Regions from separate parts of the Oryctolagus cuniculus genome. Here region 2 is linked to region 1. A link is a contact called in public Micro-C data. All regions are on one chromosome and are shown on one strand. The core of a region is the stretch at or near the end of the contact, and the rest is flanking DNA. Distances in the headings are between cores, read along the strand shown.

What was found. Hi-C and Micro-C count contacts between places; a contact is called where the count stands out from the background.
Region 2: a contact with region 1 is called in a Micro-C map of ear pinna, with 4 times the contacts expected there. The contact joins the promoter of SIPA1L3 here to the enhancer-like site in region 1. A contact is called at or near these places in 2 of 6 Hi-C or Micro-C datasets (ear pinna and an unstated tissue).

Annotation. Positions count from the first base shown.
Region 1 is chr18:16,401,254-16,403,953 of mOryCun1.1, reverse strand. All of the region lies in intron 15 of SIPA1L3 (signal induced proliferation associated 1 like 3), which reads left to right. Among named protein-coding and RNA genes, the nearest start is that of DPF1, 63 kb to the right of the region's middle. Within about 2 kb of position 1,408, at least 3 of the 8 cell types and tissues checked have an H3K27ac peak or open chromatin away from gene starts, as enhancers often do. A contact at or near this core is called in ear pinna, where this site is marked.
Region 2 is chr18:16,612,201-16,614,900 of mOryCun1.1, reverse strand. It overlaps SIPA1L3 (signal induced proliferation associated 1 like 3), which reads left to right and starts at 1,312. Exons shown (of 22, transcript XM_008257242.4): 1 at 1,312-1,544. It overlaps WDR87 (WD repeat domain 87), which reads right to left and starts at 1,292. Exons shown (of 5, transcript XM_070062252.1): 1 at 694-1,292. The coding sequence starts at 1,020.

The sequences.
Region 1 (2,700 bases), core at 159-2,658:
AATTCCTGGCTCCTGGCTTCAGATCAGCACACTTCCGGCCATTGCAGCCAATTGGATGGAGGATCTCTCTCTCTCTCTCTCTCTCTCTCCGCCTGCCTCTCCTTCTTTCTCTGTGTAACTCGGTGGCCTTTCAAATAAATAAATAAGTCTTTAAAAAAAAGAACATTGGGGAGGGTCAGAGTGGGCTCCGTTATGGAGTTTGGATTTGATCCGAAGTGCAGTGGAGGACAGCAGAAGGACAGTTTCAGAGGCTGGGTAAGGTGGGCGGACAGATGATGCTGGGGGCGCGGCAGGGCCAAGTCTCGGGGAAGGGGCTGCAGCCGAGATCTGAGTGAGGAGGATACGGACCTGGACCCCGGAAGTCAGCAGCTGTGGATGTTTGAGCAGGCGGCATGGCCAGGGTGTCAGAGGTGGGGACACACCCTGGTTCTCAGACCGAGTCCATGAGCCGTGTGAGAGCCCAGGCAGCTGCTGCAGAAGGGAGCACTTAAGATTCAGTGAGAGGAGGAAGGCTGGGCGCACGGGCCAGAGAAAGGCACTGTTCTCACGTTCACTGTCAACATCATCCACTGTGTGCCAGGCTGGTCTAGACTCTGCCCTACAGCCGAGAGAAAGCTGAGGGCCCCCTTGTGGAAGTGACATTCTCCTGGGAAGTAAAGGCCAGCAGACAACCACGTCACATGCCAGGTGGCAGTGAGAGCTGGGGGTGGTGGGGGAGAACCAGTCCTGGTGCGGGCTCCCAGAAGGCCTCTGGGAGGAGGTGACAGATTGTAGGAAGGAAGGCGTGACCCAGCAGTGGAAGCCGCAGACGCCAGGACTGGGGGGATGAGCCCATGTGCAGTGCCCGGGGAGAGGTCAGGGGCCCAAGTGGGTGGACCTGGAGGCTGAAGGGGAGAGTGACAGGAGGTCAGCTGGGCCCGGAGGGCAGGGGCCTGGCTCTGGTGGGCCTGTTGACTGTGATTAGGTGCTGGAATTTGATTCTGAGAGATGTGGGAGCCGTGGGAGACTCTGGAGCATATATTGTGACTTAAGCTTTCAATAGAGCACTCTGGAGAAGTGGAGGAAAGAGGGAGGGTGGAGGGCAGAATTCACAGGCTGCCAGAAAAGGGACGGGCCCTGCCATGCCCATGCCGAGCCCCCCCCGCCCCGGGCTCCAGCCCATGCCGTGGAAGCGCTGTAGCCTGTAGTAGCTTGTGCCCACCGATGACTTCAGTGACTTCACAGACACTCCCCCCAGACATTCGTCATGGGAGCCCAGCTGCCAGGCGCACTTCCAGGCGCCAGTGCCTGCTGCGGGCACCGCAGTGGGCTGAGTGATCCCAGGCGGGCAGCCACCTGGCCCCCTGCCCTCTCCTGAGGCAGTGCGCGCTCCAGAGCTCTCCGGGTTTCCAGAGCAATTTGTCAGGGCCATTTAGGGGCAGTCAGAGGCGCCCCGCCCCGTGCAGAGCTGACGCAGCTGAGCGTTCCCAAGCAGGCAAGAAGCACATGACCTTGCTTTCCTGGGCTGTGCCAGGAGTCTCCGGCTTACAGTCCGGGGGCACAGCCCTGAAAAGTAATCTGGGGGGCCTTGGTATCCACTGGGGCCCGCCTGCCCGTGTCACACATGACAAAAACCTACTCAGAGAGATAGTCAGCCATGGGAGAGGGACGTAGGCCGTCTCCTAGTACTCACGGCATTGAGGGAGCCATGCAAAGGCCCTGAGGTAGAAACGGAGGTAGAAATTTCTGGTGTGTTTGAGTAACAGTTTCCACATGGCTGGAACAGTGAGGGAGAGGACACGTGGAGAAGCTGAGGGCAGAGAGGAGATGGGGCAGGTGGTATGGGACCTTGTGGGAGGGCTCTGGCTCTTACCGTGAGTGGACTGGACCACGGGGTCCTGATCTGGCTCATGTGTTCATACTGTTGACGAGGCTGAGAGGACAGAGGAGGAGGTGAGGAGCCCAGGGCAGCAGCCGGTGGAGGTGACAGTGGTTGGCCAAGTGTTTACCCCATATCCATCCTCTGCTTCCACTCCCTGAAGACCTGTGGCTCCTGCTCCTTAGCACAAGGGACAGTGTAACCACTCTGTGGCTCCCATGCCAGAGAGCGATAATTCCAGCCATGTGCAGGGACCAGCCCTCAGGCCCAGAGTCAGACATCAGAGGGGCAGCACGGTCGGTCTATCCCTTAGGGCCAAGTGGCCAGGGCCCTGTAGAGTCCCAGCCCAGGCGTATGGGTCAGCGGCGTTCTCCCGGGCTCTGCCTCTGTCCAGATGCACCTCTGCCACTCACCAGCATTGTGCTCTCAGACTCCGCATTTCTCTGAGCCTCAGTTTCCGTTTCTGTAAAATCGGGAGAGAATGGGATCTGTGGTTTAAGGTTGTAAGAATGAACAGCTGAGACCATGAATTTAAAGAACTTAGCACAGGACCTGAGATACAGCTGGAGTTCAAAAATACCAACTGCTGTTACATGTTCTTTTCATTTGTTGCGTGTTTACTGTTACGGTTGTCCCCAGTGAGAGCACAGGGTGGTAATCAAAAGCATCCTGTCTTGAGCCAGGCTGCCTAGGTTTGCACCCAGCTCTGTCCCCTGCTAGCGATGATCTCTGGGGCAAGTTGGGTTCTCGCTGGCTCTGTTACCCCACCTGAAACATGGGAGAGGTTCCTGCCTTGGGGGTGGCTAGGACCACTAAATGAACTGATACCCATAAAATGCTGA
Region 2 (2,700 bases), core at 63-2,562, 210 kb before region 1:
GGGTGCAGGGCCCAAGCACCTGGGCCATCCTCCACTGCACTCCCGGGCCACAGCAGAGGGCTGGCCTGGAAGAGGGGCAACCGGGACAGAATCCGGCGCCCCGACCGGGACTAGAACCCGGTGTGCCGGCGCCGCTAGGCGGAGGATTAGCCTAGTGAGCCGCGGCGCCGGCCTCTCCTGTGTCTTAATAATCACCCAACTTGGCATAGGCCAGGGACTTAATGCATGCTTGTTGAAAACGAGGGCAAAGGAATGACCTGCTGCCCCTCGCCCAGGAAGAGGGAATGTGTGCTTCACAGCTTCTTATTTCCTGGAAGACGTGGCCTGAAGCAGAAAGGGTACTGCCCAGAGAACCTTGCAGTTCCAGTCAGTTCCTCAGTAACCCTCATGGAGGAGGAATGGCAGTATCCATCAATTAAAAAAAAAAAAAAAAAAAGCTGGACACTTGTGTCCGCAGGTGGAATAAATCCGGATCCCCTTTCCTGGCTGTAGGTACTCAGCAAGCACTAGTTACCCTCCAAGTGTGTGATCAGCGAAGGAACGCCCTGCTCGTGGGATTCGGGCTCCCGGGGAAGCCGGAGCTCTGCCGTGGCCCCGGCAGGGCAAGGACGACCAGACCCGGCTCCCTTCACAGCCGGGGGGCGCCCCAGACCCGCGCGTGGGCCGGAGGGTGGGCGGGGCCGCGCCGTTTACCTGCGGCCGGATTCCCCGCAAGAGCCGGGCGCAGTGTGCGAGGCGGCACTCAGGAGCTCCTACGTGCAACAGACCTGGAGGGAGTGCCTGAGAGGCTACCTCGGGGATGCCGCGGAACGACTCCGAGAGAGCGGTTAGTCGCCCAACGCCGCGCTGGGCCGACTGACCAAGACGACGGGAGCGAGCGCGCGTGCGCGCCCGGCGCGAGACCCCGCCAAGCGCGCGCGAGCGTTCGAAAGAAAGGAAAAAAAAAAAAGCCTTTCCCGTGGGGGCCCGCGGAAATTTAGGCCGGAGTCGGCTGGCGAGCGCGCGTGCATGAACGCGCATCGACGCCCTCTGCCGCTCTTCTCCGCGGGGAATCGACCGCACTGCTCTGCTACCCCCGTCTCTCCCGAGGCTCTTGCTCTCGGGGTAACTAACTCACAGAGAGGAAGGGAGAAGGCCTACCTAAAGAAGGAAAGAGACGGAGAGGAAAAAGGAGAAACCACCCCGGTGGCGTGAGGAGCCAGGTTCCTGGACTGGAGCCTGCACAAGACACGCCCCCATTCCTCACGCCCCTCGGGGCTGCGGAAGTGCTCTGGAGCGGCAAGGAAGGCGACAGACTACCGTTCCCAGAAGGCGGTGCGGTGGTACGCCTACAACTCCCGGCAGCACTTGCGCACCAGGCGCTGTTCAATTCGCGGCCTCTGAGGGCGAAACTACAGTTCCCAGGAGGCTTCGCGCGAAGCGGCTTGGAAGTGGGCAGCCTGGAAGTCACTCGGGCCACCGGAGCTGGCGGCGTCTCCAGCGAGCAGCGCGGGGCCGGACGCCGCGGTTGTGAGGCCCGCAGGGCACGCAGCGGGGACGCCCAGGTATGTGGCTCCAGGTGCTGGAGCGGCCTCGCGAAAGGGTGGCGAGGAATAGGTGGCTGCTTGGACCCTGAGGGTCAGCGCGGGCGGGCGACCAGGCGGACGGCCGGGTGTGGGTACCGGGTGTTGGGGGGCGGCGGCGCCGGGATTCACGCCCTCCGGACCCGGCCGGACTAGTGCCCCTATGGCTCAACTTTCCAGACGTGCAACCTGGCGCCGCAGGGAAGAGCCTGGAGTCAGGGGGCGGTGGGTTCGCATCCCGGCTCTGCTGCTCGGGAGCTGCGACCGCGCTGAACCTCAGTTTTCCCTTTGCTAAAACGGGGAAGGAGAGTGATGGTCTTCTGCCTGGGATTCTGTTGAAATGTGGAGATCCGACAGAGCATATGGCACATACAAGGCACTTATTATGGGTTGGCTTTATTGTCAGCTCCCGGAGAAAGGGGGTGACGATACCGATTGCATAGGGTGGACGGTTAGGTGAGCCGTGTGTATTGTAAAGAGCCAAGTTCGTAGTTAGCACTCACTGCAGGGTAGCTGCCTGAGTCGACAGAGCTTTGGTTTGGGAGGCAGAGACCCAGTTCAAATTTAGGCTCTGGCATTTAGCAGCTGTGTGACCCTGCGCAGCTGACTGCACTTCTCTGTGCCTCGCTTTCTCTGCCTCTGTAACATAGGGGCTTTAAAATAGCAGCCACCGCAGCGTGCTCGGAGGATGTAGTGAGGAGACTACGTGTAAAGTGCTGAGCACAGCAGCGGGCATAATAGCGCTCAGCAAATGGTACAATTTATTCCGCGTTTTCCCGGCGCCCCGCAGACCCTCCGCGGGTGGAACGCTGGTTGGAGTCTTGGTGTCCCCAAAGGACCGGACTCAACTGGTCCCTTTGGCTTCCCCTCCTGCAGCCTGAAGTTCCTCATTTATAAAATGAGATAACGCATCACCCTCGGAAGGTTGTGGGATTTGCCGGGATTGTGTTCCTACTCCAGAGGCAGCTCTTCTGTAGGGGCATTGCGATCGTTCTGTGGTATTCTCCATCTGGCCCAGGCTCTGCCTGACCGTGGGCTGGGACGTGACAGCCCTGAGCTCCCCCACACGTTTGCTCCCAACCTCAGTGTCCCCATCTGTGAAATGGTAGTCGGAGGACTTGCATGCCAGCGTTGTTTG